4 separate regions of the Mus musculus genome follow, and regions 2, 3 and 4 are each linked to region 1. The links are chromatin contacts, called in public Hi-C and promoter capture Hi-C maps. All regions are on one chromosome and are shown on one strand. The core of a region is the stretch at or near the end of the contact, and the rest is flanking DNA. Distances in the headings are between cores, read along the strand shown.

Region 1 (5,640 bases), core at 1,536-4,035:
AATGCGCCCTAAGTCAGTTTGCAAAATGACAACCTGAAAAATGGGGATAGCCCATGCTGGACTTTACATATCCATCGAGAGAAAACCTGGTTCACAAAAACTCAACCTTGGTAGCAAATGTAAAAACGGAAGGTTGAAACACCTAAAGCCATACTCACCACATACTGTTTTTGTGGGTTTCCATGTTTGCGTTCAATGTGTTTCTTCAAGTTTGATTTTGTGTTGAATTTCTGATTACAGCCATCATCTGCACAACTACAAGAGATTAGAGATTGTATGAACCAAAACATAACACCACAGCGGGAGACACTTTAGGGGGCTGGAGAGATGGTTCAATGGTTAACAGCACTGGCTGCTCTTGGAAAGGACCCAGGCTGAGTTCCTGGCACCTTCATGGTGCCCTGTCACCATCTTTAACTCTAATTCCAGGGACTCAGATGCCCTCTTCTGGTCTCCACAAGTACCAAGCATACAGGGGAAGATAAAAAAGAAAGCAGCAGAGGCCATTCCGTGACACAGTCAAGGGACATGGACTGTATATCATCTGAGCACAAAGCTACCACTGTCATAAAGTCACCTGCTCGCCCACGTGTGACAGGAAAGGAAGCCAGTCTGAGCCACAGACAACATTTCTGAGGGTCAGACTCAGGTTGTCAAGTGTGGTGGCAAGCACTTTTACCCGCTAAGCCATTTCACCTGCCAGCCCTCTATTCTTCATCCTAAAAATCACCAGTCACCCTGCCAGGCCTACGTGCCAACCATAACCTACTCCAGTGGCCTGGCCTGGCCTGGCCAACCCCCTACTCACACAAACGGCTTTTCCCCGGTGTGAATCAGGACATGCCGGCTCAGATGGTAGTCTCTGATGAAGGCCTTGCCACAGCCCTCATAGTCGCAAACAAATGGCCTCTAGCAGAAAGGAAGGGGGGAGAAAAGAAAGTTTTTACATTAAAAAAAAAATGATTTCTGTTGGGGAAGGGGGGCATGTTTGCACCACGGCATACACGTGGAGGTCAGAGGACATCTTCCCAGAGTGACTTCTTTCCTTCTACCCTGTGAGGTCCCTAGGTCGGGCTGCAAGTACCCCTCTCACTGAGCCATCTCCTCAGCTCTGTGCTGTTAAAAGTCTGACTTGTGGCAGGCAACACCTCAGATTTCCCTCCAGAGACGTGTCCATTCAGAAAGGTGCCTGCCAAACACAGGCACTGTAGAACCAAGTTCCACATCAAAAACACCCCATCGTCCCACAAGTCACCGTGGCACACAGGCTATTGTTCTATGGATGTCCAGCATCTGATAGGCAGGTTAGCCTGCTCCTATGGGGTGCAGGCTTCCCCAGCAAACCCCTTTTCAAGGTGGCTTTGAACCCAGATAGCCTGTCTGCCCAGATCTCTGCTACAGCATCATTTTACAGCAAAGAGGCAGAGGAAAGGTTGCATCTCATCGCAGGTGACCTGTGTCCATACTAAGAGATAGCAGGCACAGAGACAGTTAAATGTGTCACAACAGCTGAAAAAGCTCACAGGTGCAAAGGCAACCGAAGGAAACAGCTCCCAGCCCCAAACACAATCTCCAAGTGGGACCCTGGAGGTGGGGAAGGGGATGCTGTCATGAATCCACAGTAAAGCTATATCATATCCTAACATCCAGTTCTGTGTTTCCCAACTATGGAAATAATCTGAAATACAGGAAAGGTGGCATCAAGCCTTCAATCACAGCCAGTGGACAGGAAGACACAAGTGAGCCACACTGCTCAGCACGGCGTCAAAGAACCTTGTTCAGATCCAGTCCCAGGGCAGGACCCGTACTAATCAAATTATTGTCGAGTTTGGAACAATAAACACAACTTCAAAGCCACGTGTGGTGGTGCACACCTTTAATACTAGCACTCTGGAGGCAGAGGCAAGTGGATCTTTGAGTTCGAGGCCAGTCAGGTCTACAGAGTGAGTTCAGAGTGAGTTACACAGAGAAACCCCGTCTCAAAAAAACAATGATAATAATGATGATGGTGATGAACCACAACTTTTAAGTGTCCACTAGAAAGCAAGCTCTGCCTCGGACACAGGGACAAAGAAAGGCCAAAATGTGGGAACAGAATGGTCAAAGAGAAACAGGGATAAAGTTACAAAGTATGTTATGAGGGACAACAGTGGGTTGGTAAGTCTGTCAAGAGATAGACCAGGGTACAACCAAATATAAGAACCAGGGTAAAGGGCCAAGCAGGAAGGCTTTTCCTGACCACCTTTACCCACAGCCTTAGTACCCGACCAAAGCCCGCCTGCAATTAAAAGGGTGCACACTTGTTGCTTGCAGGAAATCCTGACATCCTAGAATTCGGTCTTTGCAGAGCGCCTGCCCTGCCCTGCCCTGCCCTGCCCTGCCCTGCCCTGCCCTGCCCTGCCCCAGCCAAGCCCAGGACGCAGCCCCTGCGCCAGGCCCTGCCGTGCACACGGGCGGCCAGGTTACCTCCCCCGTGTGTTTGCATAGGTGCGCGTCTAGCTTCCAGGCTTTGTTGTAACTGGCGCTGCAGTCGGGAAAGGAGCAGATGAACCTGCTGGGCAGCGCGGGGCGCGGCGGCGCGGGGCCCTCACAGGCCCCGACGAACGCATCCGCGATGGTCAGCGACGACACCGCTTCCGCGACTGACACCCGCGGCTCCAGGGCGACACGATCGGGCCCGGGCTGACGCGGGGCAGCCACGTGCCGTCCCCGGGAACGCGGGACGCAAGCCACTGGCGCCCGGAGACTTTGAACTTCCGGGAACGCGGCCCGCTAAGGCTCCAGGCCCCGCCCCTTAGCCCCCCCCCCACGCGCGCCACGACTGCGCATGCTCCCAGAGGCCGTAGAGCCCGGTTGCACATGCGCATCCAGGACTCGTCCACGGCGAGAGGCAGCCAGGCTCTGGGCTCTGGTTTCGCGGCTTAGGGAAACGGAAGCGCTGCTTAAACGTCCCAAATATCAACCTGACATGACTTAAGGTGGCCTGTTTTTCACATTCCAGTTTTGCCCTCTGCATCCTGCCACTAGCCTCAGGACATGGTGAATCCCAAGCTTGTCTGCTCCTTCGAGTCACGTGGAATTTTTTTTCAAAATTCCGAAGCCCAGAACTTAACCAGGACCAATTAAACCTTAATTTCTGACAGCAATTGTGCTGGTGTTTTGTCAACTTTCCTTTTGTATCACTGAGTCCTCTAGTGTTTGACGCTGTTTTCAGTTGTGGGATTTCCTCTTTCCCTTATCTTGATTTAATCTCCGTAATGGCAGAGACTGGAAAATACCCTATTCGAATCCTCCCTGGCAAAGTGTAGTGCATCAATGAAGGGCAGAACCGATCTTTCTGCTAGTTGGATGACGACAACCATGGGAAATCTTAAAGCTTGTTTGTTTGTTTGTTTGTTTGTTTGGTTTTGGTTTTTCGAGACAGGGTTTCTCTGTATAGCCCTGGCTGACCTGGACTTCACTTTGTAGACCAGGCTGGCCTCGAACTCAGAAATCCGCCTGCCTCTGCCTCCCGAGTGCTGGGATTAAAGGCGTGCGCCACCACACCCAGCTTTTTTTTTTTTTTTTTTTTTTTTTTAATGAATATCTTTACTGAAGAAGGTTAAAATGTACTTTATTCCAGTCAAACTAATCTACAAGAAAAAGGATTGAATGGAGGGCGGTCTCAACACTGTTGACAGGTCATTCTCTGTGCGGCCCTGTTGGGATCTCATGCTCACGGCCCCCTCTGCTCCTTGTAGTCATGCCCCATGCGCATGTGCAGATTGCTGGCCGGCTCTTCCTTCCTTCCAGTCCCTCTTCCCCTTTCTCACTCTCTTGTCTGCTCTACCCCATCAGCGGACACTCTTCTTTCAGCTCCAGTCTTCTGTCTCTCCTTTTCCCTGAAGATGAGCTTCTAGAAGATTCTGAGATCCCACCCCTGTGACCATTGTTTTCCAAGGATTTTGGTCTCAGTCAAGCAGCCTGGACTTCTTCATCTTCTTTTTCTCCTCCTGCTTGATAACCCTGGTTAGACAATATGGGACCCAGCCAGGATTCAGGTTCTTTCCAGACCCTAACATACCAGTTTCGGGAATGGGGAGTGTGTTTGGGGGAGGGGGGCAGATTGTGAGTCATGAACATGGACAGAACTAGCCCAGTAGTGGTAGTGCATGGCTTTAACCCCACACAGGAGGCAGAAACAGGTGGATCTCTGAATTCAAAGCCAGCTTGCTCTTACAGAGTGAGTTCCAGGACATCCAAGGCTACACAGAGAACCCCTATCTCAAAAAAAATAAAACAAACAAAACAAATAAACATAAGCCATAGCTAGAACTGTTGCATCTCTATTCCAGCTAGTGAAGTTCATTTATTAGCCTTCATCCAAAGTGGCTGGAGATCTTTTTCACTCCTGAATGCTGAACCCAACATGGTTTGCAGGGTGGGTGAGAGCTATGATCCCATCAGAACAGGGCTATTCAAGGAGACTTCACTTCATCCTCAACTTCATGAAGAGCATTCTGCTACTCGGGGTTATTCTTCCCACAAACAATTCCAGATTGCATCCTGTCTCTGTTTATTCCATCAAGACCTTCCCATCCGGCTGACGTGTCACCGGGTGGCACGTTGAGAACCCTTAGCCCTCACCACACCACAGCCCACAACTGAGGAAGACGTCCCTTCCAGAAGCTGCTCCTTCCCGCTCTAGCATTGTCTATGATTAGAAAGAATCATAGAGATCGTTTTTTTTTTTAATCCAACGCTTGAGAGGATAAATATGATACTAAAGAAGAAGTGGCCATATAGTGGATGGGAAAGAAAGTTCTGAAATACTAAATGCACACTAAGAGGCCATTGTCATCAACAAAGTCAGGTGTCTGGTCTTGAGGGGGTAACCAGACAACTGGAAAGGAGAGGGCGTAGAAATGCTTAGGTGTAATGGTGACTCAGCTGCCCCGGTGTAAGTCAGAGGCGTGGGCTTCTGCGACCTGACTCTGCACCCTATTTCTGAATTGACCAGAGTTAACTAATTAATTTCTCTGAAATCCATGTTTTCTGCAAATAACAATTATAATGTCTGTGGCCCACAGTTGTAAGAATTGTATGAAATGATGACCTTGTGTGAGCTACTGTGTTTTAATTACTTAGCCCTGTGTAAAGTAGCTCGCATGGCATTTCCATCTTTCTGAGGAAGGTTCCTCCTTGCCTCCAGTGAAATTCTTGGCAATGGACACTTTTGAAGCTTCTGTGTTGGAGAAGTCTCTATGGTAAAGTACTAACCGTGACCTCTGGCCAGCAGCCAGGTAAGACCCCAGGCCCTAAAGCCCTAGAGGATTTTGCCACAGTCAGTCCTTCATTAAAACATTTTAACCCTGGCCTGTTGTGGTTTAACCCTTGTGCTGTTTTTATTCTAATGTTAATTCTGCTTCCTCAAGAAGGGCTGCCCCAACTCAACTAGATCACTACTCAAGTGATTTCACATGAACATTCTCCCCATTTTAACTGGTCATAAAGGCTAGAGCCTGTGATTAGGCAGTGGAAAGAAAAGGTGGGACTAGAGATTTTTGGGGGGTAGGGTAGAAGGAGGAAGAAGAAGATGGAGGAAGAGGAGGTAGAAGGACGGTGGAGCAGAACCACTTGGCCTGGAGAAGCCTCATAGCA
Region 2 (5,640 bases), core at 1,590-4,089, 2.7 Mb before region 1:
CCTGTCTGCATACATGCAGGCAGGTTTAAAATGAAATTTCTATATTGACTTTCCTAAAATAAAATATAAAATGAATGTGCTAGCTTGGGAGGAAACTACCCAGTCAGACCACTCTTACAGGGGTGGATAAAAGCCCCTTCCAAACTATCAGGATAATTTAATGACTCACAAATCACCTTACTTACAATGGGATTCTGAGTGGAGGCCGCATTTCAATGGCCCTCTCCCCATATCAAAGTACAGAACAATAAACACCAGGTATGAAAGAAAGAAGGGGCTTGTTCCCGTACTAACTCATGGAAGCCAGTTCACAAGACTGTGTCTCACAGGGGCTTGGATTTTTTTTTTAAGATTGATTTTATCTTGCCTGGCACCTATAGAGGTCAGAAGAGGGCATCAGAACCCCCTGAACTGGAGTCACAGATGGTCATGATTCACCATGTGGGTGCTGGGAACTGAACCCAGGTCCTCTGCAGGAGCAGCTAGTGAGTGCTCTTAACTGCTAAGCCATCTCCCCAGCCTCTCATGGAAACCTTTTAAGGGGTTTTATGCCTCATTTACTATACTTATCTATGGATGTCGTGAGGCTCGGAGATATCTCTAAAAACATGTTGACATTTTAGTTCTTTCTGAATGTCCTTTCCTGTGTTATCATCACATCAAATATCCCCTTAAGAGTATTAAAAAGATATGAAAATACTAATGTGCCTTTCAGCCTATATGCTGCATCTGCAGTATACAAATATTATTATTAAATGCAATGCTATAAACAGAACGCCAATTTCAGCCATCACCCACCCAGCTGGTTAGCTGCAAAGCCTACGGGCAGTAAAGCAGGCGTTGGAAGCAGCGTTTCCCAGCCCTCTTGCCTGCTTTTCTCCAGGACTCAACAAAGCTTTCTCCAACCCATGATCTCTGGCCAAAATTCCTCATGATCAATTGCTACCTTCTGGGTCCAAGGTGCCCTAACATTTTAAATTACAGTGTTGCCAAATTAATCATGTGGGTGAGCAATTAATTACAAGCTAATCTTGCTCAATTTTCTCACACTTAGTGAGCACCAGAAGAAATGCCAGGGGTACACAGAAGCAAAACAAAAAACGTCCTTATTCGGAAAGCATAAATCCAAATCCAAACGAGCTGTCAAGGCTCTCGTGGACTACATCTTTCCCTAAACTGAGCCATTCTGCCATTTCTAAAACTGAAATTCTGCCTTTTCACAGACAAGTCAGGGTTAGGGAAAAGTATTAGGACAAGCTGCAAAGAGTCTTTTTTTTTTTTTTTTTTAACCCACGCTTTCAAACTTGAACAAATATCATAAAGAGTCATTCGCAATGACTTTATAACTTTTTTTCCACATCATCTTAGCTGAAAGGGGGAGGAAACGGCCTCCAGAAAACGGGAAGAAAGGAACAGGCAACTGGACTGCCTGGGACCAGTTCTCTGATTTTCCCGGAGGCCTCAAGGTTCCGCGGGGCACCCCGGTCCTCCCTCCCCTCCTTGCCCAACTGCATTAGGAGGAAGGCAGGCCAAGTTTGTAGGTTCCTAGGGAGTGGTACACAAAGAGAGGAGGTCTCTGGGAAATTGCAGGAGCTGAGGGTACAGGGTGGGGGTGACGCAAGGGATACGGGGAGGGGGGCGCGCCTTGGGGCGTGCTAATGGCTGTATCAGGGTTCTGTAAAGCTGGGTAGGGTCTCAAGGAACACACGATGGGATGCATGGAGTATTTAAGGCAAAACGGTGTGTGCTTGACTGGGGCGATGGGCGGGGGTGGGGGTGGGGTGTAGATAGTGGGACACCGGTCATGCACAGCAGGAGATCCAGGGTACATACGGAGGAGTGGGAAAAGGGGTGCCCATGGCCGAGTGCAGGTTGTCCACAACAGGAGGTACAGGGTGCACAGGGCGGAACACGGGGGATGCACAAGGTAGAGAGCGGGGTGCACACAGTGGGATGCGGGGTATGCACGGTGAGGTGGGATACGGTATTCAAGGTCGGGAGGGGTGAAACTTGGGATATGCACCTCCAGGCACTGGGAATGCACATGGAGGATCGAGGGGTGTGCACAAGGTGGGGCGCGGGGATGCACATCTAGGGGTATGGGATGCACAACTATGGGACCCATGAGTGCACAGCTGTGGGACACAGGGGCACACGGTAGAGAGCAGGGGGTGTACGGCCGGGCACGGAGTAAGCACAAGCAGAGGGTGCACACGGTGGGGCGCACGGAGTGTACACAGTGGGGCGCAGAGTGCACACGGCGGGCCGTGGCATGAATGCCGTGGGGCGTAGGATAGCTACGGTGGAGTGCGGAGTGCACACCGCGGAGCGCGGCAAGCATTCGGCGGGGCGCTGGGGGCGCACAGGGCGGGGTGCTCATAGTGGGGCGCGAGGTGTGCACCGCAGGGCGCACGGGCGGCGCGCAGGGGCGGGAAAGGCGCGGCCTCTTGTAAAGTTTCTAGCAGTTGCGCGGCTCTGGCTCCCGACCCGGCCGCGCCCTCCCCACCAGCCCGCGTGCCCCGGCGGAAGGAGGCGGAGATGGAGAGGGCGCGGGCCGAGGGTGGCGCCACTAGAGGGCGCTGCGGCCGGGACGGGGCGGGACGGGGCGGGCGGCAGCCGGAACCGCGCGGGGGTGGCCAGCAGCCCCGGGACTCCCTCCCCGCGCCCGCCCGGGCCGCTCGCTACTTACCCGCGGAGCAGCTGAACAGCGCCAGCAGCGCGGGAGGCCGCATCCCGGAGGCAGAGGCTCCGCGCCCTTCCCGGAGCCGAGCTGCGCGGACGCCCTGCGCGCCTGACCCTTCTCGCGCTCCCCTCCTCCTTCCCGGCGCCGCGCCGGCTCGGGCTGCGCCCTCTGGCGGCCGGGATCGGGAGCGCCCCGGTGTACGCTCGCAACCGGCGCGGTTGTAGGTGGTCCTGCTGCCCAGCTGGACCGCGCCCTCCTCTGGGCATCTGACCTCAGAGCTTCTTTTCTGACCCTCTGACAAACTCTGCCGTCATGCCCTTCGCTTCCCAGAACTTCTTTCCCCATCCCTAGCAGTAGATCACCCTTACTGTCCTCAAAGTGAAGGAAGAAGGATCGTTTTTTTCTTCCCTGCTAATGGACTATCTTCAGTTTTTATAAAAAGCAAAATCGATAATTCAACTCTTAATATTGTTGGCACCGATGTTCTACTTTGATGAAGGTGTTTTTAATCAGCTCAACTAATTTACTTAATATCCTCTTCTTAAATGGAATTTGATTAATAGCTTTGGCCCGGAGTTTTGCTCTTAATAGATGTTGGTGTAAAGCTAAATTTTTATTAATGTTATTTTGAGTGTTCACTGTGATGGAAGAGAGAGGGTATTCAAGATACTTGATGAAAATGAATCAATTAAGAACACAGAGAAGAGTGAGGTGGAAAAGTCACATAAGCAGAGTTCCTTCCAGCACAGAATCCTGAAGGGTCTCCCTCCCACCCTGGAAGAGTTCCACCTGAGGACCTTACAGTTACATTGTAGTGAACCAAAGAGGGAAACAATTACAGGGAAGAATTAGAGGGACCCTTCCCAGAAACACAGTTTCTCCTGCATCTCCAAGGATGTAAAAAAGACTGACTGAGCAACCCTGGCTTGTGTTTAGATGATGCGAGGCTAGAGGGCAGCTAGAGTTGCCTTTCAGCCACTGTGGTCACAGGACAAATGACTCACCGAACATCTCCCCCAACCACAGGTAGTAAAACTCTAGGGCAAGCCTGCTCATAAAGACTTTGGCAGTCATATTTCTTAGTTTCTGTGTGTTTCTTGTTGACTGGTGCCAGTCTCTTGACTGATGAAGACCAGCGCTACAGTTTTTCCAAATTCTTGGTTGGCTGCTTTAACTCCTTGGGCTTTCTTGGGAAGTTCTAAAGCTGATAGACAGTTTCCCATTGCTAAAGTTTTCTAGCATTCTCCTAGGAAATATTCCTTCCCTTTGTTAGACACCGTACCTATAAACAAGATGTAAATAGAGAGAAAAATCTAGTAGCCAAGTAACACAACTGAGGACCCTACTTTGGTAGCAAACAACTTTGAGGGCTTAGTGGATCAGACTTTTCATTGAAATTATCCTGGAAGGATGGAGAGGTGACTCAGTGATTAAGACCATGTACTACTCTCCTGGAGGGCCTGAGTTCCATTCCTACATCCACATTTGTTGGCTTATGACTGCCAGTAACTCAAACTCCAGAGTGGCCGATCCGATGATCCATCTGATGCCTCTGGCTTCTGCAGATACTGGCATCTCACGCACAGGCCTACACATAGGGTTACACATCTGCACATAAGTAAAAGTCAATCAAATACAAATTTTTAATTGAAATTTTCATCATGATCCAACATGACTGTATTCCAGGAGGAGTGTAGGAGATTGGACGGTAAGGGCGAGAGCCCATCCTTTAAGTAATAAACTTGCCTGTCTTCAGCATCTTCACAGAGGACAATGACAAATGACACATCACACAGCTCCATGACTCAAGTTTGAGGAAAGGACTGCCTTTCTGTGATTCTGGCCATATGATAAATAGACTCCCTGGGCGTCCTCCCCCATCACTAGGAGAAAAAGCTCTCAAAGCCAACCTGCTCGAAGTGGTACTGACAGACACACAATGAGGCTTGCCTGTGACACCCACTGTGAGGGGACAGTTTCCCACAGGAGAAAAATAAATCTCAGTTACTCCAAGAGAGTAACATGAGGAACAGCGGGCCATAGCTCCATTCCCATGGGATCCTCACCTCTTCATCTGAGTCGTCACCACCGTGCTAGTTTCTAGGACTGTCCAACTTTCCTTGTTTAAGGATAGGGTGAGAAGCCCCAGCTAGTACAAGCTATCTCCTGTCAAGAACCTCACAGAGAAAAAGATCAGACAGGCTGGTGGTTTTTAAAATTATTAAAATGTAAGTAACTTAAAGCAATCTGTACAACTACCCAAGGAAAACAACATAAGTACATATCCATACAGTCATTGGTAGCCAACCGTCTAATTAGCAACTTCTTTATGAATAGATGGTTTGTGATCTGAGGACAACAGCAGGCTCAAATGATCACGTACTGTTGGCTGACGGGCCTTGTGCAAGGCTGTGAGCCATATACGTGGCACTGAGCCCAAGAATTCCCTAGTCCAGTTAGAGAGACAGAAGAATGTCCATAACCTGCTGTGTAGTCGATGCTTTAGCACAGGCACACGAAAGGAACACTCTGGAGACATACAGCAATGTATGACACCTATCAAACCCTTTGGGGTTGATCATAAAACATAGAAATGACTTTTGTGTAACTTCTTCAGGGAGAAAGAGCAAGTGTCTGGGCTGAGAGAATGGGAAGGTCCAGCCCCAACAGAGATATACCATGCATGTGGTCCAGTCCACGTAAAGATATGGCATATGGCAGATCTATCAAAGGCTGTATGATGGACTAGGAGGAAGACTTCTGGGTGGGCTCCCTCCAGCCTGCTGCCTTTCTCTCAGGCCCCGAAATTCTGCTTCCTGTCTGGCAAAGGCCACTGGACAGGTTCAGATTCCTGCCTGTTCCTCCAGGCCTAGTTTCAGGCCTGAAATAAATTAGTAACGGGCACATTCCATTAATTTCCCACACCAGGAAGTGGCTTTCTGAGTGTGAAAGGATCT
Region 3 (5,640 bases), core at 1,907-4,406, 2.6 Mb after region 1:
TTTGAGATTGAGCCCACCTTTTTGTCTATGGGCATGATCGACTGTATCTCTATTACAGCACTCAACTCAAGTCTTAAATTCTGCCCTCTGCATTTGCATTAAAAGATGAGTCCAGCCCAATTCTTTCTACCTCCTCAATCAACCCTACCACTGCCACATTCACATATACTCAGAATATCTGGCACTAGGAAAAATAATCCATTATCCACTTGTTCTTTCGTTCAACAAAGACCTCCTAGGAATTTATTTATGTGCCTAGCCCAGAGCTGGGACTGGAAGCCTTAGGCTTGATGTCTGGACAGATTTAAAACTGACCATTCTTGCTCAAGTCATAGCTTTGTGGTTGAGTACCTACCCAGCCAGAATCCCCCTATGAGGGCGTAGGGCACAGCTTAGCAGTAGAACACTTGCCTAGCATAAGCAAGGCCTTGGGTTCTATAAATACAAAACTGGCCATTCTAAAAAGATTTTCAGGAAGCAGGAAGATCGTAAGTAGGAAGTTATTTCCACAAAGTTGAGTTTGATATGCCCAGATAATCAATGCAAAGATTTGCATACACTTGAGAACTTCAATCTCTGATCAAATTCCAACCATGGCGATCTAACTGGGCCATCTGAGATCCTCACTGGCTTTATGACAGCTTGTTAAACTGTCCTCTCTGGCTCGGAACTGGTGCTGCCAAGCTGCGGGCTGTTAAAGGTTAAGCTTCCGCTCTCTTTCCAGCTCCTCGGATGACTGCCTGGCAGTGGAGGGTGAAATGACCTCATTCGTCAGAAGGAAGACACAGAAAGAGGTTCTGAGACAAAAAGGGGATCTGCCAAGGAAAGACAAGGAGTTTTCAAGTTCAAATAAAAGCCAGAAGACACCCTTGGTGAACCCTAATATGTAATGGTAGTAATTATAGAGTCCTGCTTACCACCCCGCATATGACAAGTGAACCCCAGTTGGCACATTTTCTGAGCCAGCTCCTAAAGATCCTTTAAAGACATGGGGAGCGTCTCCCACTGCCTCCAACATAGGGCTGAGGTGTTATTCCCTCCACCATGCAACCCACACCAACCACCATTTGCTTCCCAAGCCAGATATGTTTTATAGCCTGCAAAACGTGATAAGACTGCCCCAGAGTCCAAGTGCTTGTGTCTGTTCTAAGTCCAGAGTCATCCCATACTTTCAGTGTTTCCATCTGGGGCACACAGTGCTTTCTTTGTGTGTATTTCCCAGTGAACTTTATCCTGGAGCAGTTTAGAAGCTTCGTATCCTCCAAGCTCATAAACAAAGCAATCGTACCTGGACAGCTTTTAAAAATAAAGCCTTGCCCACTCCGGCTGAGTTCAAGTCTCAAGCGCTGAGTGTGTTTTCTGCTAGGAGAAGGTTGCTGTGGCCCTGGAGTCTGGGTCACCTCAGTCCTAGGTGTGTACTCTAGGACATGTTCAGAGCTGGGTTGGGTGTGACTGGGTAGACAACAGGAAGCACCAGGAAGGACTAGGGAGACAGCTCAGTAGTTAAGAACACTGGCTGTTCTTCCAGAGGACCTAGGTTTGTTTCCCAGTACCCACATGATGGTCACAACCTTCTGCAACCCAAGTTTCAGGGAATCTGAAGCCCTCTTCTGACCTCTGACATATGCACCAGGCATGTACATATATATGTATCAGTCACAGATGACATACATGCAGTCCAAGTAGCTTACACATAAAATAAAAGTTTTAAATAATGTGCCAGGAGCCACACACCTACATGGCCTCTACAAGATGAAAGAAAGCACAGACATCCTAGACGCCTCAGCCGACCTGGGGGCTGAGGAAATGGGTCAGTTTGTAAAGTGCCTGTGGTGCGAACATTGGGACCTGGGTTCCATCTGCGGAACCCATGTGAAAAGCTACATACAGTAGATATGCTCTTGTACTCCCAGTGCTGGGAATTTGGGAGACAGGTGGATTCATGGGGCTTGTGGAGACTTGATAGCCATCAGTCTATCCTTTTTAGCTACTTCAGTAAGAGACTCTGTCTCCAAGATATATATAGTAGATATCGGCTGAGGAATGACGCCCAAGGTTGACTTCTTGTAACACACACACACACACACACACACACAGAGGAAATTTTTAGACAGTCTTGTGATTTACATAGTTGTAAAGCATGGGATTTTAAACTTATTCTTAATGTTCTGTTATTCCAGTAATCAGATCTTGGCGTTAGTTACTTTTTTTGGCACCCCGGAACTTTCAAAATTGTGGGTGGCTCCATCCATGAGAAACCATGCCCCGTGGACCTTCAATCAGGGAAACCGATTCGTAGGAGGTATGTGGAAGTTACTCAAAGGCAGAGAGCTTAGAGGATTCACCTGCGGAGGATGTGAGCCTCGAGCTTTCAGAGCCAGCACCTTGTGGCGGACACTAGACCAAAGACCTAGAAGCCCAAAGGTCCAGGTCCTGTTCTAAAAGACACCACAGTGTAGGGGCTTGGCTGGAACTCTGGGAGGGCCGGGAGAGGGCGAACAGAGGTATTACCTCCACTGCCAAGCCTTAGGCGAGATGGCCTGGTCCACTGGGTCCAGCCACCTCGCCTTGTACTGCTCCAGCCTCGCCCACCAGGCTGCTCAGCCACGCCCACACGAGGAAGACTCTCCCATTCCCTTGCCTGCCTCAGCTGGGGCTGTCTAAACCACGCCATCCTCGCTTCAGCACCGCCCATCGGTCTGCTAGACCGCGCCCACCGGCTCAACTCTGCGGTGCCACTCTGGCGGACACAGCTAGGGCGACTTCGTTCACTCCGTCCCTTCTTGTTTCGGCCACGCCCATCCGCCATCTAGGCCACGCCCATCAGTCCATTTCAGGTGGGGGGAGTAAGGGCGCGTCCCCTCCCCTTGGCTTCTCCCTCTTGTTGGCCTCTCAGACCCCACCCCCGCTCCACGTCTCAGCTGGGGCCAATCAGTCCGGCGCGCTGGCCGGGCTTCTGCTCCGCTTAGCAAGCCCCTAGGCCACGCCCACCTAGCGCAACAAGTCTCTTCCAGGTTCCCCCGGTTGCCCCAAAAGATCGACCCTCCCACCAGGCTGTCTCCGCGCGAGGCCGCCCCGCCCACTCTAGAGTACTCAGCCTAGGCCCCGCCCACCTCAGGTGGGGCTGCCCCGCCCTCTGGCCGTACGGCCCCGCCCACTCCGCCCGCCTCAGGTGGGGCTGCCCGTCCCTTTGCTCGTCCCAGCCTTGGCAGGCTACGTCTACCTCGCAGCTCCTTACAGACCGAAGCGCCGCAAAGTTTTGACATTTTGGCAGCAGAGACGCGCACTGACTCTCTCCCGCTGACAGCTGTGGCGGCGGCCGACTCTCAAGGACCACTCAGTCTCAAGTCCTAGGCGCTCCCGCCGCCCGGCGGCCACGAGGCCCCGCCGCGTCCTCCCGCGCTCGCCCTCCCGGAGGCTGCAGCCATGTCTCGGGGGCCGGAGGAGGTGAACCGGCTCACGGAGAACACGTACCGGGTAAGTGTGGGACTTTGCGGAGCTCGAGACGGGAGACCGGGGGGATCCGGGACTCTGTGGTTCCAGGCTGAGGGCGGAGGCTGGGAGGCCCGGAGACTTGGGAACTCCAGGGTTCGAGGCCAGGAACGTGAGCCCGGACAAGCAGCTGACCATTGTCGCCAGCGGGGTCGGTCGAGATTCTTTTTCGCTTTTGAGATAAAGTGGGGACTTTACATGATAAGGGCCTCCCCTTCCCCCTTGGACCCTTGGAGACTCCCAGGGACCCCACATTTCCCGTGTTGGGGGAAGGGGATTGGAGACGTGGACGACAATCCGCGGGGTCCCCGAGAGGTTCTTATCCTCCCCCAACTTCTCTTTGTGGTCAGTGACTGCGCTGGTCTGACCGCTGGGGCTAACCCCTCCCCAGATCCAAAAGAGAGAGAGAAAAGAGACAAGCTCGAGTTTCCTCGGAGAAAAGAAAGAATGTAGGGGAGAAACTCCTCCGTAATTAGGAATCCATCGCCAGGTGAGCCTGGCTCCCTCGGCTCAGGGAATTTTCTAGGCTGCCAGGGAATCTGCTCCTGGGAAGACTTGAAACGCCTTCGCCCTCTTGGACTCTTTCATACAGTAGCTTTTAAGTTCGATTTGGCTTTTGATTACTTTTTGTTTAGCGTTTTGACAGTTTTATACATCTATATACAATTATTATGAGCATGTTCGCCCGCAGTTGGACTGTTTCTACGTTCATGATTTGGGGAGGTTATTGGAGTCAGAGAGCACTGAGATTTTAATAAGAATTGACTTAAGCTGACAGAACGTGTGGTGATTGGTCGCTTAACTGGCATGTTATGTGAGAGAATTTTTCCAGAAACAGACATGGGATTAGTGGCCAGTTTAGTAAGTTTAAGTACTTATAAATGAATTCCATTTGAAATGAGATATCCGTTTAATCATCTGCTATTAATAGAATACAAAACAACTTTTGTTTTAATTCCACTTAGGTCCACTGAACCCCTGAGATTTAAAGTTCTCTAAATTTACTTGTAGTCATGATTAAAACCCACTCTTTGGTCATTTCTCTAGATTCTTTTTTCACCCACTCTTTGGTCATTTCTCTAGTTTTTTTTTTTTCACCCCTAAAATTGAGTTTCTAGATTTGCAAGGTCTTAGTTCCTGAAATCAGAATTTATTGAGTTGCTGGAAAATCATTTTAAAGCAGCATGAAAATATTTTCAGAATTCATTGTGGCTCCAAATCATATCCACCCCTCCATGTGTGCACTATAACATTTATTCTAGATAGACAAAGTAGACTGTATTATTATGATTTTGAAGGTTCACAACTGTGACCAAAACCTGTTCCTATTAGTGTGCTTCCTTAATTAAATGATAATTTTTAGAAATGCCAGAAATTTGAATGTTTAAAGCCTTGTATTTGGATTGGCATTGTTCAGACTTAAATGATGTGAAGCCGGTAGAACTGGGGTGTGGGGTGTCGACAGAGTATGGAAGTAAAATGCCCTAGCGTGGGGGAGACAAGATACTCAGATGAATACTCAGTCAAGGAAAAACCATAACTGAGGAATGTGGGTTATTTATTGTAGTCTGTGCGTGGAATCCGAGCATCTGCTGCAGTGGAAAACACAGGCACAGTTAAGTTTCTCAAACACAATTGATTGTTTATCTTGCTGGTCTGGAAAGAAAATGTCAACTTTAGACAAGCAATCAGATGCCCTGAGCAAACTGTTCTTTTTCTCACTTCTGACTGAGAAACCTTTGGTTGGTGTGGGCAGGCAGATTACAGTACCACAAAAATGAACCACCTTGGCCTGTCTTTCTACCCACAGAGCTGGAGTAAGAGGAAGACTGTTGATTTTGTTGGTTTGGTTGTTGTTGACTGTTGATTTTGTTGTTTTGGTTATCCGCATTGGTAGACGTAAGGCATAGTTAGTCCTTTTGGGGATGTTTTGTTTTCTGACAGGGTCTCACTATGTAGCCCTGATTGGCCTGGAATTTGATATGTAGACCCGGTTGACCTCAGATTCAGAAGTTCACCTTCCTCTGCCCCCTCCCAAGGGCTGAGGTTAAAGCACTACAACTCCTAGCTATTTAGTTGTTGTTGTTGTTGTTTATTTGTTTGTTTGTTTTTTTCCTTATTCTTTTTTTAAAGACACTCTTGTATATG
Region 4 (5,640 bases), core at 1,771-4,270, 2.2 Mb before region 1:
TAGACTCTAGTCTTCAGAACACCTCCATGTATGTAGATATGTGTAAATGTATGAGAGTGACCACAGGATACAGCTTCCTAACACACAGAACTCTCCCTACAGGTAGCTACTTGTCAGAGCAAGCTAGTCAACTAGGTTGAAGAACCTAAGCTTTCCAGTCTCTATAAAAAACCGTGTCGTTGTTACAATGAGAAAGCACCTAAGTCCTTCAGACCCACTGTTCTACCAGAGAAAGAAAGGACCTTGAACTCTGCTTACCTGTGCCTCCCAAGCACTGGGATTAAAGGCTCATAACCAGCAGAATTTAAAAAGCTACCCACAAAATATTATGTTCTTTATAAATAATCTGTATCAGAACAATAGTATAAGTATTTCTGTAAGACAAATAAATTTCACATGCATGCCTTGAGTGTATTTCCACAGAGCAGACCTATTTCCAAGATCGGAGAGCAAAAAATCATGAGACACAGCTCAATACAAGGGAAAAAAATGGACTTAAATTACAACAAAAGCAGACCTAAAAGACGTTTAAGCAAAGGTAAATTATCATGTAGCTAAGGAGTTGAAACTTCAAGCATAAGTCTTTCCAAAACCTATGGATCTGTAATTCTAGAACAACCACCTTCTGGCTCACAGATCCACTTTTAAAAACTTGTTATGTACTGGGTGAGTGTGGTCCATGTCTTTAACCCTAGCCACTAGGGAGCAAAGGCAGACATCTCGGTGAATTTGAGGCCACCTAGTCTACAGAGAAATCTGCCTCGAAAAACAAAACAAAAAACTAGTTATGCTTTTCTGTCCTGGCTGAAAAGTCTGAAAAGCCTTTCCTGTGAAGAAAACATAGTAATTCCAAAAATATACACACAGTTTGAAAGACATCTGTGCCCACTCAGGAGGAGGACGCAGGTACAAGTTAAGGCCAGCCTCAGCTACAAAGGAACTCAAAGTCTACCTGGGCTGAGAGAGACAGAGAGTCAGAGAGAGAGACAGACACACAAAGAGAGGTCAGTATTAGTGAATCTCAATTTCCAGAAGCTGGAAAAGTAATCACAACTGTTAGCTGGTTCTACTTATAACCTAGAGAATTACAGGGCACAGGAAAGTCAATGTGCTTAAGTGGTAAAAGCCTAGGCTACACACCTGGATTTGTTCTAAGAACAAAATGAAGTTGCGCTGACAAGATACTAACACCTAAGTTACAGTTACCATCTGGTCTACTTTGCTCTGAGGGAAAGAGATGTGTTGCTTCTGTCATTCTGCATTCATTCTCAGAAGAGAAACCTGCAGACTCCTAAAAAGGGTGTTGAGAAAACTTTTTATCTGCCTGAGGGTCTAGGTAACTGTGTGGAATAAGGTTCTTTCTCAATATGGAGGTAAAAATGAGAAACCTTCAAGTCTGCTTTCCTGTCAATAAAGAAGTCAAGGCATATTCGAGCATGGTGGTTGATGCACGCCTTTAAGCCTTTTAATTCCATTGCACAGATCTCTCTCAATAGAACTACTGCAGATTTCTGTGAGTTTCAAGCCAGCCTGTTTCACACAGTGAATTCCAAGCCAGGAAGGTTTATATAGTGAGACCCTGTCTATGGAAGGAAGGAAAGGAGAGGGAGGGAAGGAGAGAAGGAGGGAGGAGACCCATTAAGATGGTAGTAGAAACACTAAACAATATTAAGAAATTCCCCCTCCCCAAAGAATATTCAAGTTTTAAAATACCAGAAGTAGACTCTTGGGGTTTTTCAAGCACTGTATTATACACAAAACCCCGGGGTGGGTCTCAAATTTCAATTTGTCTAGGAATAAATTACCTTCATTATCTTTTCTCCAAGTGTAACTGCTAGCTCCTCCCTGTACAGTATCTAAATTTTGGCATCTTTTGGGTTTCCAAATACAGACTAGAAAGTTTGTGCCGTCTACTCACTCTCATCTCCCATGTTTGCACAGTAGGCGCCATCTAAACTCGTGAACGAGGCTTTGGAAATGTTTCGAACTTGTCTCTCTTTCCATTCATATCACTGTCAAAATGACAGCTCCGCTTCAAACCACCTATTTAATCCAATCTGATTGTAGGAAGTCCGCCCAAACAGCTCAGTACATCCTAAAGATTATGACATGAGCTTATTTCAAGGAGAACAACCAAGGTTTTCCAGTGTTCATCTCCGGCACTTTTCCTCTTACCTACGCCCACCACCGAGCCCCCACCTTCAACGTAGGTAAGTCGCATTCCGGAGACCTTAATGGGAGATATCAGCCCAGAATAGATCCATTTAGCAGCCAATCACGAGAGGGATTTAAATTTAATTCACTGCATGTGTAGAAACTATTACAGGTATTCAAAGGGCCTGGAACCCTTCGGAGCTTTATCTCTCGGCTCTGCATATGAATTTTCAAGGCCAGCAGACTTAAGCCCCAGCGAAGGGATAGGCTTTACAGAGCCCAATACTGCTTGGTACCCAGTCCAGCTTCCCGAATTTGAGACGGATGGGTCCACGCGAACTGAGCTTCAAAAGCCTACCAAGGAAGTCCAAGAGGCGCGGCGTTCCGTTACCCAGCCCATCTCCACGCTCTTCGTGGGGCGGGCACAAACTCTGGTTTCTCTTCAGCGTTTACCTCTTTGAGCCTAACCGGAACCTGAAGACCCAGCCTGCACCTCCATCCTCCACCTTGCCCACCACAACCTCGTTCCTACCCCATCTTTTCAGCGCGCCAACGACCCACCCCGGGCACTCCAGCCGTCCCAATTTCTACTTCCCGAGGGAACTACTGTCTTCCTTACCCTCCCGAAGTACGCTCCTTCTTCGCATACAGTGGACCCGAACTCCTCTTCCAGCTTGAGGTCCCCACCATCTAACCGTAACGTTCAACCCACGTTCCCTCGGACGGCTCCTCCCCCACAGCCCTCTCCGCCAGGAAAGCAACTTCCGCCTGCGAGTCCGCCGCCCAAGAGCTACCCCACAAACACTTTCCTGCGGCAGGCAGCCCTGCTTGAGAGCACGCGGGCAGGGCCGGGGAAGGGGAAGACCAGAGCACTTCCGGCAGGGCTCCGCAGAGGCGTGGCTTGCCCGCCCAGCAGGCGCAGGCGCAGTGGGAACTGCGGCGACAGGGCGGGGCCCCTCGCTACAGAGCCTGCAAAGTGTGAGTCGGGAGGACGGGGGAGGGGGAGGGGGAGGGAGCTGGAGGGGGTGGGGCAGGCTTGGTTCTGGAAGCTGCTGGAAAGCGCTGGAGTGGCGGAGGTGACGCCAGAGGCTAGGGGGCGGGGCGTGATTAAAATTAGTGCGCGGCCTTCAGCGGAGGGATTACGCGGCAGAGGAAGGAGAGGTCGCTGGGCGGCTGCCTGCCTGGCGCGCAGGCGCAGTGATGGGCCTCCCTGGCGGGCCGTCATGGCGGACGCCACGACGGGCTCCCATAGTTGGTTCTTTTCGGCCCGCGCGCCACCACCCTACGTGTTCACAAACGGTTACCACACACGGAGCTGCCCCTCCCTTCTTCCCCAAACCCATCCTTGGAGGCCACTTTTTCTTTCTTCCCTCTCTGATCTGCTCACGGTAAGGGGGGTAGCGAAAGACGAGCACTTGACCCGGGGTGGCACTGAGCAGCCGACCCGCGCATCTCAGCAGCCGCCCTGCCTCCTTGAACTTCAGAGAGGGGAGAGCTCAGTTGCTAAGTTTTAAGAACTGCCTTCGTAGAAAGGTCATGTGGTGTCAGGGAGGTCATGACTGATCGCGTCCATGAGGACATCCTATTCTTGGAGTCCTTTGCATAGACTGTTTCCGTGGCCTGGGACTACAATTTGGGATTTTTTCTGGACCTTACAGGAATCATGACTGGCATTTTGGATTGCGGTCCTGTAGGGTTTCATTAGTGGTCTTAAACGACCATGTTCTGGCAGAATACTGATAATTTTGGTAGCGTGCAATGGGGGAAACAAGTCCGCTGTAGGAAGAAATTATTCAATAAAAGAATTTCAGTTTGTGGTACTTAGGAATGGAAATCGCTGAGCGTTCCAACAGAGACTTTGTTAGGGTTTTTTTTCTCCTCTCTCATGACGAAAATAGACTGGTTAGGTTTTGCTTTTTTTTAATTTTATTTATCTTTGCATTTACACTACATACTGTACTGGTATATTTGTTGTAAGATCAAACAAGTAAGATTTCTTTTTGTATGGATTATGAGGTTTTTGAGAAAGTATTTCTTCCTGAGAGAGTAGCCAAGATTAATAGGATTGTTTTCTTATTCAACATGCTATTTCCATTTTTAGAGTGGAGTACACTTCCCCTCCCAATAAACACTTGCTGAATGTCAGCTCATAAATTGAATGATCTAGTTGGTTCAGTTAAAATGTAACCCGACTTTTGAGGTGTAAAGCAACATCCACAAACAACTAGAATAAAAATAAAAATGGATTATTGCTGTCTTTAATGAAAAATTTATTAAAACAAAATTTTTGGCCAGAAAAACTTAATAGTGACAAACAAAATGAAGATGGAATATGGCGGGTCGGGGAGGGGGGGGGAGAAAATTCCCAATTTACTTCAGGTTAATAATAGTCCCCAGCTGAGAAGATACCATGTACTTCTGTGTATTCTTTCCACAGTATGCAGAGTGCCTGTTTTTATATACATTGGTCCCATAGAGAGTATAGTTAACCTCAGTAAACTAAAGTAGGTTTATCTATTTCCACTTAGAAATTCATATTCAATAAATGGAAGCTTTTATTTAACTAATAATTAATTAAGCTGCAATAGGAATACAGTGCTCTGCAGATCATTTTGTGAGCTCTTGTTCTTTTTTTCTGTTGTATTCCTTAACTGAAAACAAACCTTTAGCACCAACCTGGGATATAAATGCTACCTCTAAGCCAGGTATGGTGGACACCTCTGTAAGCCCAGCACTCAGGAGGACCTTGGGTGGAAGCCAGCTTGGGCTATATAACAAATGAGTGCTTAGAGTTGAGACTTGTCCTAAAATCAAACCCTGCGGTGGTTGTGTATTCTGGTCTCATTGACAATTTACTGGACTGCAGAAACGACTTCCATCAGTAAGTTATTCTCCCTGCAGTAATGAGGGCCTGAACTGGAAGCCCCAGCACTTTGATAAAGCTTGGCCCAACTGTATGCATCTGTTATCCCAGGCTGGGGGAGGTGCAGATCTGTGGATCCCAGGGGCTCACTAGCCACTCAGCCTGGCTGAATCTGTGAGCCCCAGATTCAGTTAGAGACCCTGTCTCAAAAAGTAAGCCGAGAGAAAGGAAGACCGTTAGCATCCACCTCTGTCCTTCACCTGTGCACCATGTACCCGGGCAGCCTGACTTTCCAGAGTACAGTCTATAATCCCTTTACTAAATCTTATCTTCAGAAAGCTGGAAAAACCAAAAGCTCTTTGGTAGTAAAAACTGGTGCAAACCAATGAGATACGTGAGCTTTCTCCTGTGTATTTCATTGAAACAACATTAATAGGTTTGATTGCTGTGTGCTGCTGTTGGCCGCTGGCATAAGGGGTTTTCTATAATGGTTGAGTTTATAACTTCCCTCCTCTTTGTTTTGCCAGTACTGGGAAATGAATCCGGACATCACACCCGTGCTGGGCAAGTACTGTACCATTTCCCCAGATCTTTTTTTTTTTTTTTTTTTTTTTTTTTAATTT

Evidence for each region. Promoter capture Hi-C pulls out the DNA fragments that hold promoters and counts their contacts. Hi-C and Micro-C count contacts between places; a contact is called where the count stands out from the background. Capture Hi-C pulls out chosen DNA fragments and counts their contacts.
Region 2: a Hi-C map of CD8 T cells shows a contact between it and region 1, with 8 times the contacts expected there. The contact joins the promoter of B3glct here to the promoter of Gtf3a in region 1. A contact is called at or near these places in 3 of 39 promoter capture datasets (the C10 cell line, liver and pre-B cells) and 1 of 484 Hi-C or Micro-C datasets (CD8 T cells).
Region 3: a contact with region 1 is called in a promoter capture Hi-C map of pre-B cells, with 4 times the contacts expected there. The contact joins the promoter of Baiap2l1 here to the promoter of Gtf3a in region 1.
Region 4: a promoter capture Hi-C map of liver shows a contact between it and region 1, with 2.1 times the contacts expected there. The contact joins the promoter of Uspl1 here to the promoter of Gtf3a in region 1. A contact is called at or near these places in 1 of 39 promoter capture datasets (liver) and 2 of 9 other capture datasets (adipose tissue and liver).

What each region holds. Positions count from the first base shown.
Region 1 is chr5:146,945,802-146,951,441 of GRCm38.p6, reverse strand. Gtf3a (general transcription factor III A) reads right to left here and starts at 2,785. Exons shown (of 9, transcript NM_025652.3): 1 at 2,467-2,785; 2 at 809-909; 3 at 159-255. The coding sequence starts at 2,661.
Region 2 is chr5:149,675,429-149,681,068 of GRCm38.p6, reverse strand. It overlaps B3glct (beta-3-glucosyltransferase), which reads right to left and starts at 2,839. Exons shown (of 15, transcript NM_001081204.2): 1 at 2,690-2,839. The coding sequence starts at 2,732.
Region 3 is chr5:144,355,628-144,361,267 of GRCm38.p6, reverse strand. Baiap2l1 (BAI1-associated protein 2-like 1) reads left to right here and starts at 3,156. Exons shown (of 14, transcript NM_025833.3): 1 at 3,156-3,477. The coding sequence starts at 3,427. It overlaps Dmrt1i (Dmrt1 interacting ncRNA), which reads right to left and starts at 3,345. Exons shown (of 2, transcript NR_102374.1): 1 at 3,224-3,345; 2 at 263-815.
Region 4 is chr5:149,181,940-149,187,579 of GRCm38.p6, reverse strand. It overlaps Uspl1 (ubiquitin specific peptidase like 1), which reads right to left and starts at 3,020. Exons shown (of 9, transcript NM_001115149.1): 1 at 2,774-3,020. It overlaps Mm2pr (macrophage M2 polarization regulator), which reads left to right and starts at 5,544. Exons shown (of 3, transcript NR_015478.2): 1 at 5,544-5,585.